Regions from separate parts of the Mus musculus genome. Here all the other regions are linked to region 2. A link is a contact called in public Hi-C and promoter capture Hi-C data. All regions are on one chromosome and are shown on one strand. Each heading gives the region's core, a stretch centred on a gene start, on an enhancer-like site or on the middle of the called end of the contact. The rest is flanking DNA. Distances are from core to core; before and after follow the strand shown. Region 1 overlaps Exoc3l4 (exocyst complex component 3-like 4). Region 2 holds the start of Ppp2r5c (protein phosphatase 2, regulatory subunit B', gamma). Region 3 holds the start of Ankrd9 (ankyrin repeat domain 9). Region 4 holds the start of Rcor1 (REST corepressor 1).

The links. Promoter capture Hi-C pulls out the DNA fragments that hold promoters and counts their contacts. Hi-C and Micro-C count contacts between places; a contact is called where the count stands out from the background.
Region 1: a promoter capture Hi-C map of the 3T3-L1 cell line shows a contact between it and region 2, with 3 times the contacts expected there. The contact joins the enhancer-like site here to the promoter of Ppp2r5c in region 2. A contact is called at or near these places in 2 of 39 promoter capture datasets (the 3T3-L1 cell line and pre-B cells), 1 of 115 datasets of contacts at active chromatin or transcription factors (pancreatic cancer cells) and 1 of 9 other capture datasets (embryonic stem cells).
Region 3: a contact with region 2 is called in a Hi-C map of muscle stem cells, with 3 times the contacts expected there. The contact joins the promoter of Ankrd9 here to the promoter of Ppp2r5c in region 2. A contact is called at or near these places in 4 of 39 promoter capture datasets (cranial neural crest, embryonic stem cells, neutrophils and 1 more), 5 of 484 Hi-C or Micro-C datasets (the Ba/F3 cell line, LSK cells, embryonic stem cells and 2 more), 5 of 115 datasets of contacts at active chromatin or transcription factors (astrocytes, embryonic limb bud, memory CD8 T cells and 2 more) and 2 of 9 other capture datasets (adipose tissue and liver).
Region 4: a contact with region 2 is called in a promoter capture Hi-C map of pre-B cells, with 4 times the contacts expected there. The contact joins the promoter of Rcor1 here to the promoter of Ppp2r5c in region 2. A contact is called at or near these places in 4 of 39 promoter capture datasets (the 3T3-L1 cell line, the C10 cell line, fetal liver and 1 more), 4 of 484 Hi-C or Micro-C datasets (CD4 T cells, embryonic stem cells, erythroblasts and 1 more), 7 of 115 datasets of contacts at active chromatin or transcription factors (T-cell acute lymphoblastic leukemia, bone marrow-derived macrophages, cardiomyocytes and 4 more) and 2 of 9 other capture datasets (adipose tissue and liver).

What each region holds. Positions count from the first base shown.
Region 1 is chr12:111,429,268-111,431,967 of GRCm38.p6, forward strand. It overlaps Exoc3l4 (exocyst complex component 3-like 4), which reads left to right. Exons shown (of 14, transcript NM_001289487.1): 13 at 148-269; 14 at 1,402-2,413. The coding sequence ends at 1,585. Among named protein-coding and RNA genes, the nearest start is that of Tnfaip2, 12 kb to the right of the region's middle. Within about 2 kb of position 1,309, at least 206 of the 459 cell types and tissues checked have an H3K27ac peak or open chromatin away from gene starts, as enhancers often do. A contact at or near this core is called in pancreatic cancer cells, where this site is marked.
Region 2 is chr12:110,445,787-110,448,486 of GRCm38.p6, forward strand. It overlaps Ppp2r5c (protein phosphatase 2, regulatory subunit B', gamma), which reads left to right and starts at 1,438. Exons shown (of 16, transcript NM_001373949.1): 1 at 1,438-1,599; 2 at 2,186-2,251. The coding sequence starts at 1,573.
Region 3 is chr12:110,977,767-110,980,466 of GRCm38.p6, forward strand. Ankrd9 (ankyrin repeat domain 9) reads right to left here and starts at 1,274. Exons shown (of 3, transcript NM_175207.5): 1 at 1,074-1,274; 2 at 182-361.
Region 4 is chr12:111,038,070-111,040,769 of GRCm38.p6, forward strand. Rcor1 (REST corepressor 1) reads left to right here and starts at 1,298. Exons shown (of 12, transcript NM_198023.3): 1 at 1,298-1,819; 2 at 1,893-1,952. The coding sequence starts at 1,537.

The sequences.
Region 1 (2,700 bases), core at 59-2,558, 980 kb after region 2:
TATTCCCTGACTCCGTGGAATCTTCTTATGGGCAAGCCACCCGCGGCAGACACACGGGAAGGGTGTTTCTGGGCACTACAGGAGAGGTTTGTAGGCAGAGACTCCTTGGGGGAGATGAACCACGCACATATCTCCCTGTTTCCTTAGGGCTCTGAAGCCAAGTGGCTGGACCAAGCCATCCTGTCTGTGGCTGAGATCCTGGGCGAGACATACAAAGACGACATCCGGCGGCACCTGGAAACACTTATACGGAGCTACCCGGACATCAGGTTAGCAGATCCTCCTTCCCTCCTAGAGTCAGGGGTCACTGGAACCTGGCACTCGCGCCTTTAGCAAAGTGAGTGCAGGCGTGGAACGGAGGGAAGAGCGAGCTTGTCAGGGCCGAGAGAACTGTGGCTTAGTCGGGAAGCGAACCGCGACGGACCCGTGTGCGCATGCCCGCGAGGAAGGCGCACAGGGACCGCAGGCAAGAGGACCATCCCCTCCCTCGTGTTCTCCACCATCTGTGGACGGCGTGGCTCCACTCTCGGGCTCAAACCCTCTCTGGAAGCTCTCTGAGGCCTCGGCAGCCATGAGGAGGCTCGTGTGGGGCAGTGAATCATCAGAGCCCTTGGAAATCCCGGCTTGGCTCTCTCCAGTGCTCTCGGAGATTCCGGGATGGAAAGATCACTGAAAGCCCCTGGTCCAGCCCCTTCTCTGGCTCCTTGCTGCTCGCAGCTTGTTTGTTCTGGTAGATTTTGAATACGGACAACAACGACCCGACCCCGTTAGTTCCTTCTAAGTTTTCAGTTTCCCTACCGCTCCTCGGGGGTTCCCCAACTGGTGTTTGGCCCTTCCTCCCTGGCTCCAAAAGTGGTCTTGGATGGCTGCGGGGAAGCAGTGGGGACGCAGTGACTCAGGGTGCCCCTTTGTACCTATTCCACCCACGTCCACCCCTCCACCACTTCACCTGTCACCCTACACCCCCACCACGCTCTGTCTTGCACACTGTGAGGACATTCCCCAACCTGCCGCCTGGCCTGGCCTGGCCTGGCCTCTACCTCCCTAGCATTCTGCCAGTTTCTGGAGCCTTCCCTAGATCAGAGTTCTTGCGTTGCCTCTGCACAGAGCTTCTTTCCGCTGTGCGCATGCCCCCTCCCCTGTCTCATGTCTGTGTGTTCTAGGTCCAGTTACTGTGCACCTCCAGGCCCACACTCCCGCCTCCTTGCCTCCTTTTAGAGCCCCATCCCCTCGCAGCCTGGGATAGTCCCAGCCTTTCAGCCTCCCTAATCCAGCTCCAGGAATGCTGAATCATACTTCCTCCCAAGCCTGGGTTCCTGCCCTCCCGGGGGTGGGGGCGGGGCAAGAGCTGAAGGGTACCAGGGGGCACCGCTCTGCAGTGGGGAACCTATGTCTCTACAGGCGAGACCACATTCTGGCCATTCTGGCACTACGCAGACTCGGCCGCCGCCGGAACCAGAATCTCTTGCAACACACCCAAGACTTGCTGAGGGCTGCCCACGAGACCAGGCTCCCCTCACACCACGTGCTCTTCGAGGAGATCGAAGTGCCCACCTCTGTGGACGTGCTAATCACCTGCATCTAGGGCTGAAGGGCGAGCAGGAGCCTCGTTGGCCGAGGATCTGTCACCCTCTCCATGACTGACCCCAAGTTGGGAGCCCAGTGAGTCACTCTGGCCCTACCCCCAGCACTGAAGCCTGGGGACATGGAATTTTTGGTCTCAGCTGCCTGGCTGCTCAGCCAGAGGAGCCAGGAGATGAGGCATTCCGGGCATTTGTGGGGGAGTCTTTTGGGGCTGCGGAGTCTCCTTTCAGGACTTCAGGCCAGGGAAGGCTTCCCTTTCTAACTGCTCAGCACATCCACACTGTAGTGCGAAGCTGAGGATTCTAAAAATAAATGTGAATTAAAATAGTGTACAAGGTTGGGCAAGCTAAGCTGGTTGGGAGAGGTGATGCTGGATTGAATGTATGGGAGGACCGAGCCAGTCCTGAGCTGGAAAAGCCCCTGCCTGCCTCAGCAGATCAAAACAGGAGCCTTGGCTCTCCCTTCAAAGGTTGTGCTCCCAGCACCCACAGGGCGATAAACAACCGTCCTCAACTCCAGTTCCAGAGGACCAAACGCCCTCTCTGGCCTCTGTGAGTGTGAGCTTGTGCTGAACACAGACATGCAGGCAGGCAAGACACGTGTGCATAAAGGAAAACTAAATACATTTTAAAAGCAACAACAAAGCAAAGGCAGACCCCACACCCTGGGTCCCTAGCCTCAGACACCACGTTGGTCTTGCCCAGAAGGGGTAGACAGCCCTCAGCCTCTTGCTAGGCACCTGAGCCCTCGTGAGCACCGGTTCTGCAGCTTGCAGTATTCTAGTTTCATGTAGGAGGGACTCTCAAGCAATAAAATTTGCCAGGTCACTGTGTGGTGGTGGTGTACAGGTGGAAAGGTAACCATGCCTCGGGTACATTTCCAGGAGACAGTGCACCTGCTTCCCTAGACAACTTGAAATTTGTCTATAGCCTGTAGGCAAAGGCTGGAGACCTGTTTTCATTGTTGGCTCCAATTCCCAGGGAATATGTGAGCCAAACCAGGATTTACAGAGTTGATGGCACGGGGCTGTGATGGCTTTCTTACTCTACTGTTCCCCAGCAGACTGCCACTGTAGCTTTGGGCTTGACCCTGACACTAGCTTATGTGGGGATAAGT
Region 2 (2,700 bases), core at 188-2,687:
AGAGCTTGGGTGAGAACAACCAAAAATGCTTTGCTTGGCATTTACAAGAGTTAAAACAAAAACAAACAAAAACCAAGGGTTAAGATACATCGATTTTTCAGTGCCTTGGCCTGGGTACGTAGCTGAAGTCTCCAGCGTTTGTCTAGCAGGCTCAAAGCTTATGACGAAGGCACCTCCTAAATCATGAGTGAGCGCCTGAAGTCTCCTGCACTCGAAACAGTTCACTCCTACAGTCTTCCTTCTGAGTGCTCCCCCTTAGCATAGGATGTCAGACACTGACAACTCCAAAAACAGGACTGTATAAGTAGCGAATTAGCTTCTTCCCTCATAAAGAGCTACTAGAGAAGTGAGAGAATCAAGTGATCCCTGGTCTTCATGCAGTTTTCTCACAGGCTAACGACCACTGGTAATTAAAGAATAACAAAGACGCAGGGCTGCTCAGACGTAATGGGCTCGGAAAAAAAGCCTACACTGATCTGACTACCTCCCTGGTGGGCCGGGGCGATGGGTGGCAGTGTGCAGGTAGAGTCTCAGAGTGAGCAGCTGATGGGCTCGGCCTAGGTGGATCCAATCCCTAAGACGTAAGGTGGGCGGTGCCTACATTGGGGAAGCCGGTTGCCTTGCGGGTGAGTCTGGAACAGAGAAATTTCGGCGTGCAGGACCACAGGGGAACTAGGCAGTCTACACTTGGACCGCCGTGGGCAGAGTCTGCTCTGGGGAGAGTTCCTTTGCTCGCGTGGGCGGGGACGAAAGGAGAGGCGTGGACTCTATAGGCGGGGCTGAGGCGAGCCCCGCCTCTGAGGCGTGCGGTGGGCGGAGCGTACCCCGGAGCCAGCAGCATTGCCTTCGTGGGCGGGGCCTAATGGCCCAAGGAAACCGCCGCTCGCGCGGTCCCGGGTCTCCTCCGCACTGCACGAGCGTCACCGCTACCAGGCTTATGGGGTAGAGTTTTTCGTGCCTGGAAGGCTACAGAATAGTCGCCATACATCTCACATGTGCATTCCCGCTCCTCACTGTCCTTTGCTCTCCTCCCCGTCCCGGCTCAGCGGCCGTGACTTTATCACCTCCGTTGTCCGCACACGCCTCCCTCTCCCCAGTAGCTCCCTCCCTGATGGCTCCACCAAAACCTTCACAGCCCGGCACACGAGCCGGTCCGCACCGAGGGGGTGGGGACAGGCCGCGCAGTGGGCGGGGCGACGCTGCGGAGCGTTAGGGCACGTGGGGCCGTGTCGGCCAATGGCGTGGCGTCGTTGAGGGCGGCGAGGCGGGGAGAGGGCAGCGTGGGGCCGGCGCGGGGCGGGGCCTGGGGCGGGGGCGGGGCCTGCCGGGAGAGGGGCGGAGAGACGCCGCCGCCGCTGCCGCCGCCGCCGCCGCCGCCGCGGCTGCCGCAGCCTCTGGGAGCCTGGAAAAGGGGAAGCGAGAGCGGACGAGCGACTCAGTCCCCGGGCGGCGGCTGCAGCGGCGGCGGCGGCGGCCGGGGCGGCGCGACGGCCGGGCCGGGGGCGCTTCTGCTGCTGCAGCGGCAGTGGCGGCGGGCGGAGGCAGGGGCGGCGGCGGCGGCCCGCACCAGCCATGCCGAATAAAAACAAGAAGGAGAAAGTGAGTCGGGGCCGGGGGCTCCGGGACCGGGTCTGGGGTCCCCGCGTCGGCGGGTAGGGGCGGGGCGGCAGGTCGTCCAGGCTCGCGGGCGGGCCCAGGGCGCTGGCAGGATTGCATGGAGCTGGGGAGGCCGCTCAGGCTCTGAGGTGGCGCTGAGGTGCCGCGGTCGCTCTGGGTGGCGGCTGATGCTCCGTGCAGTGCTCTGCGTGGCGGGGGCTGGGGTGCTGGAGCGTTCCGGACTCGCCCCAGAAACCCTCACTTGTGAGGTTTAAGGGTGGGAGGGGAGAAAGGGATGGGCCGAGAGCTGGGGTTACGTGTCCCTACCTGGAGTTTTCACCTCCCTCCCCCGCCCCCCAACACAGACATGAAGAGAAACGGAATTTGAAGGCTGCTGGTATTGTGAATATACTCAATATGATGTAGTTTGCTGCTGACATATTAAAGCCATCAGAAGCTCTCAGTGATATGTATCAATTTAGAAACTGCATTTGAGCTGATGCTTAGCGGTCCAAATATTGAGAACACTAATGGTTTTTTGTTGTTGTTTGTTTTTGTTTTTTTGTTTTTGTTTTGTGATGATTCCCAGGAACCACCAAAACCGGTGAAAAGTGGAAAAGGTCCAAAAGAAGGACAAGATACAGCAGAAACAGAGGTAACCTCTGGACAAGCTCATTGTTATTCTTGATCAGCCTTTAATCTAGGGTCTAACACGGAGGCTCTACAAACCAAAGTGTTTCTGAAGTCTTTTCTTATGAGTTACTTATCCCCCCCCCCACTCTTTTATTAAAGTGTGCACAGCGAAACTGACATTTTAAAAACAGTTTTGTGGCTTCTAACAGAGCTCAAGCCCTCCCAGTGAACTGGTCTTAAATGGAGTCTCTAGCTTTAGGGTCTGCCCCCTCGTTCCTTTTCTGTGTCTCTGGCTCTCTCAGTGACTTCCACGGTCCTTGCTTTCCTTGCTGCAGCCTCGAACTGGTGTCCTGGGCAAGCTTCTCTTCTGCTGATGTCTGGTCCTTTTCAACTAAGTGTGGATGTGTTTTGGTGGCTCTAATTTGGGTACTTTTTTTTTTTTTTTTAAACAGTCTTCTATTTCCTTTCCCA
Region 3 (2,700 bases), core at 24-2,523, 530 kb after region 2:
CCAACTGCAAATAAAGAGGAACCCATGGGACATCGCAGAAGACTCAGGCTCACAGCACAAGTTGAGCCCAAATCACCCTCACACCCCCAAATCCAGCCCCAACTCTACTTCTACCCTGACCCCAAGAGACTACTCAAACTTCTTTCCAGGAGGGTCGTGGAGATTATTCACTTAGACCTACCTGGTTCCTGCAGGCGGCCCTGGGTTCTGTAGATGCAGGTATTCACTCTAACACACCAAACCTCATCAACAAGAAAGTGGTGGCCCAGGGCTGGCAGTGCGCCCGCCCGCAGCCAGAGTTGGAAAGTGGCTCTGGCTCTTTTATCCACAAACAATTTTCCTGCCCATCAGGAAGGAGCTCCTGGGAGGAGGGAAAAGGTGAAGTCAGTGGGGGGATTGGAGCATACACCACCTGCAGTCCTCTCGAGGTCCATCCACATGAGGCCGATACTGCCATCTCACTTTTCAACGGGGGACAAGCTAGTCCAAGGTCAGTCACCAAGTCAGGCTGAGCCAGGACAAGAGCCTAGGTCTCCTGCGTTCTGTTTGAGGGCCGTTCCATACACTGCAGACCCCAGTTTAAAAACCCTACCTCCACCTTGGGTCCCAAGCCTCAAACCTGAGCCCTGGCCATTCACCCTTGGTCTCCCTGCCCAAGAGCCCTACTGCCTCCAGCAAGGGTAAGCTCTAGGTTACAAGGGACCTGGGACAGCCAGAGGGCCTCGTCCACAGTGTCATGACCATTAACTGGGTTACAGAGGTGAGCACTATAGAGTGGGCTGCGGCAGACGCCCCTCTGAGGGGATTGGCATGACTGCAGCTCCTCCCGGAACCTGGGCCCCCTGCGCCCCAGATGCACTGTGTGGGCACGCGTGGGGTGCCGGGCGGGTTACGTAAAGTTCGGCCGCCCCACGTCACTGGGCAGAGTCACGGCCGCGGCTCTGTGACTGGAGCTTGGGCCGCCGGCCAGATCCTCCCTGACCCCTCCCGGGGCGCGCCCGAGTGTCTGCGGGCCGGTGGCCAGGATCAGGGGCTGCACCTGCGCACCGGGGCGCTCGGGGCAGGCGACTCACCAAGCCGCGCGACCCTGTCCCTGCGGCGGGCCGGAGCGCGCGCCGTCCATGCACGGGCGAGCAGACAGAGATCCCACGACGCCGGGAGCGGAGGCAGCGCCCGCTGCACTCTGAGCCGCCGCGACACCGTCTCCCGATGCCGGTGCTGGTGCCGCCGAGGGGAGGGCGGCGGGCGGCGCAGTGCGGCCGGGGCCGGGCAGGACCGCGGGACGGGCCGCCGCCGCCATTGGCTCACGCCGCCGGCCCCCGCCGCTACCCATTGGTCGTCGCGCTGCACCATTGTTGCGTCACGGGCCAGGGGGCGGGACTCTCAGAGGGACCCGCGGAAAACTTCGGAGAAACTTGAGGGCCCCGAGGTGGCGGGGTGGGGAGGGGTGGTGAGAGATGCCGGGCACCGGGCAGAGCTTGGAGGGCGGGACGTGATGGAGGCGGGGCGAGTCCCGGCAGGCTCCTGGAGCTGGATCTGTGCGGTCCTAGACTGCACACAAGAATAGGCTCCCTGGCTTGCGCTTGCGGCTGCTGCAAGAGTCCTGCTCTGGGCTTCCCTTGCTCTGACCCTCACTGACCTTGGGGAAACATCCAGCTGTTACCCCATCTGCGTGTGGGAAGGCCTAGAATAGGACTGAGCCCTTAAACTATTGAACCTTGCTCTGCCCTGCCAACGCCCTGGCATGGCTAGCCTCGGCTCCAATCTCAAAAGAAAGGCATGGATGCATGCGTGTATAAGAGCTGTTTATAGTGCCTATTGTGTCGTCTTCTGGGCTAAACGCTTTCTTTCACTTTGACTTTACCACTAACACAGGAGAAAAGGGGGGGGGGCAGAATTATGATGCCTGCTATGAGGTAGATAGTTATTTAAGTCCAGTGTGAGTTGGCACATATCTTTAATCCCCGCACTCAGAAGGCAGAGGCAGGTGGATCTCTGAACTGAAGGCCAACCTGGTCTAGAAAGCAAGTTCCAAGACAGCCAGGACTACAGAGAAACCCTATCTCAAAACACACACACACAGAGAGATAGAGAGAGAGAGTCGGTTGTCCAAAGAAAGGTACACTTTGGGGCTGTTTTTCACTCAGGCAGAACTGGGAGCATGTTCTAGCCTTCCCATGGCTGACCCTAGAGCCTGAGGGAGCCCCTGACTTCATCAGGGGTGTGGGAGTGCCAAGTCCATTCCAAATGCACAGATGAAAGCTGCCACGCCTGGACCTTGGGACTCTCACCCCACCTTACCAGAGGCAAGGATCCCCCTGATGAAATAGTTCCAAACTCCATTCACAGGCACGGCCAGTTTCTTTTCCACAATGCCCTTAGAGGCTCAGTTAGGGCCAAGGGTTCCTGCAGCCTCCATCCAAGCCCTTCCTCCTGCCTCTGTCCAGCAGACAGCTAGCACCTTCAAAGCAACCTCCCCTCCCCTACCTCAGAGCAAATGTGTATACAGCCTTCAACCCTCTTGGCTCCTCTGTGCCAGCAGGGGCTAAGGGACTTTAAGCTGGAGTCTCTCTCACCTGGCTCCTTTGAGTAGACTTAAGCAGGCATACGTGTACACACACGCACATACACACGTGCACACATGGAGACTTCCTGTTATTCTTCACCTGTATTAGTCAGGGTTCTCTAGAATCACAGAAT
Region 4 (2,700 bases), core at 48-2,547, 590 kb after region 2:
AGAAAACGTGGAAGAGAAACCCCTGCTTATTTATGCGGGCTTTCAAACCATAAAACTCTCGTTTTCTCTCTGTAGCTATTTATATCCTGAGCGGGTGTAAAAACTGTCCCCATATGAAGCCCAGGTCTGAAGTAATATAAACGAAAAATAGCCATCTCCTGTTTTATTTATTTATTTTTAATTTAAAGCAAACGGTTTCACCTATAGTCCCCAGGTTTGGTCGCTGGCGCGGGGGGTGGGGCAGCCCACCCAGCCCCACAGGCAGCTGTCAGGCAGTGACGGGGCCCCTCGCTTGATCACTCCAGGGACAAGGACGCCCAGGGCTGGGTGTCACCGACTCCTCCGCGTTCAGGCTCTTAGCCCTGCGGGCTGGGGGAAGGGCCCGGGTCTCGGGAAGTGACCCTCCTCTTCTACCGAGCTGGGGACTCAAGCTCCTTCTTTTTCCCCCTCGCGGTGGGGCCCCTAGTCGATCTATGTCCCTCCTGCTGTCCCGGGGCCACTCGGCACCTCCCCTCACCCCGACGGCTTCGAGGCCCTCCCCGGCCGAACATCCCGACTCCTCCCTCGGCCCCTCAGGCAACGTGGGGAGCCGGTGGCCCCCAACCCAATTAGCGGGGAGCTCCATCGTCTCCAGGCACAACCGCTTTCCTTCCCTCGGGGGACACTGCCACCTGAGAGCCTCGTCCCCAGGTTCCCTTGCTCTAGTACATCTCGATCGCCCCTGGGCGACGCGGGGGCGCAATTAGTTTCTTCCAATTAGTTTCCCCTCTTTGTATAGAACCCATTCAAACTGTGCGCGTACTCCTCCGCGCGAGGGGGAAAGTAGTCCCGACCTTGCCCGCGATTTCTGTTCTCGCGTCGGGCACATTCACTTTGGGAAGCCGATGGGACGCTCGGCGGGATCCCCGGGGGAGGTGGCGCGGGGCCCACAGGGTGCGAGCGGAGGGAGCGGGGCGCTGGGGAGGGGGAGGGGGCTAACTCCTCGCTGTTGCCTCGAGAGATGGATCATGGGGCGTAAAGCGATCGCAAACCTCAAACCACGTACAGTGGGCGATACGCGTCAACCCAACCTGGCCAACGGAAGCACAGAACCTTCCCCCTCCTTCCCGTGATCCCGCCCCCGTGGCCTGACGGACGCGCACAGAGACCTACCATGCCCCTGCTTGCCGCCCGGATCCCGTGAGAGCCAATGGAAGCTCGCAGGGGCGGAGCTTGCGAGCGACGGGTTAGGCTGTGCGCGGCCCTCCTCCCCCCCAGGCTCCGCCCCTCCCCCCCGCCCGCGGCTCCCGGAGTAGTTAGAGCCAGCGAAGTGCGGGCGGCGATGAGAGCCAAAGTTGCGCTCCGTTCGGCATCGGGGGCTTGAGGCGGCTCGTTGCTCCGCCCGTCTGGGCCTCCTCTAGCCCCAACTCCCGCCAGCGGATCCCGCGCGCTCGCCCGCCCGGCCCGGCGCCCACCTGCGCCCCCTGCCCGCGGCCCGCCGCCCGCGCCTCGCGAGCCGGGGTCCCCGTCACTTTGGCCCGGCCCCGGGCCCCGCCGATGCCGGCCATGGTGGAGAAGGGCCCCGAGGTCTCAGGGAAGCGGCGAGGGAGGAACACGGCGGCCTCCGCAGCCTCGGCCGCCGCCTCGGCCGCCTCGGCCGCCGCCTCAGCCGCCGCCTCGGCCGGCACCGCCTCCGCCTCGGCCGCCGCCGCCGCCTCGGCCGCCGCCGCCCCCAATAATGGCCAGAATAAAAGTTTGGCGGCGGCGGCTCCCAACGGGAACAGCGGCAGCAACTCCTGGGAGGAAGGCAGCTCGGGCTCGTCCAGCGACGAGGAGCACGGTAGGTGGCAGCCGCCCCCGCGCCCGGCCCGTGTCCGCGCCCGCGCTGACCGCCGTGCTCTGCTTCCCCGCAGGTGGCGGTGGCATGCGGGTGGGACCCCAGTACCAAGCGGCGGTGCCCGACTTCGATCCTGGTGAGTAGCGAGTGACGGGAGCTCGGGAGACAACTTTGTTTTTTGTGCGTGTTGGCCTTCGGTCCGCGGGGGCACACGGGGCGCGAGGGCAGGCGGCGCGGCACGCTCGCACACGAGTGTGCTGCAGATTCGGGTGCGGGGAGGCCATGGGCTCCGGTGGGGACAGCACTGGGCCCGCAGTGTCCCCCGGCTCTGAGAAAGCCACACCTGGCCGGGGTGGAGTGGGATGTCTCTGCCTCCAGGTGTGGTGTACCGGAGCTAGGACGGGATCCCGGGTGGCAGTGCTGGAGAGTTGGCGTCCTGGGGCGCTCGGACCCAGGGCTCCGCAGAGACTTCTTACTTCAAACTGGCTCCTAGCGTTACCCTGCCAACCCTACGCTCTTATTGCCTCTTGACTCTCATCCCGTCTTGTCCCGTCCGGTCCCATCCTGTCCCATCCCATCCCATCCCATCCCATCCCATCCCATCCCATCCCGAGGGCTGGTGGAGTAAAGATCTTCCTGTCCCTCCACCCCAATCAGGTAATAAAAGAAGTGTGCTTTCCAGAGAGCATCTGTCTAGATAAGAGAGCCCGACTTGTGGCTGTTATTTTAAGATCTGTTTGTAAATGTGTGTTTCCTTTATTTCTTTTTTCTTTTGGGGGGGATGGGGTGGGGAGGAAGAGGTTGTGAAAGAATAGAACCATCAAAAGGTTTAGCTAACCGGCCATTTCCATCTACTAGAAATCCTTGTCCCCTAAGAAGGGGCA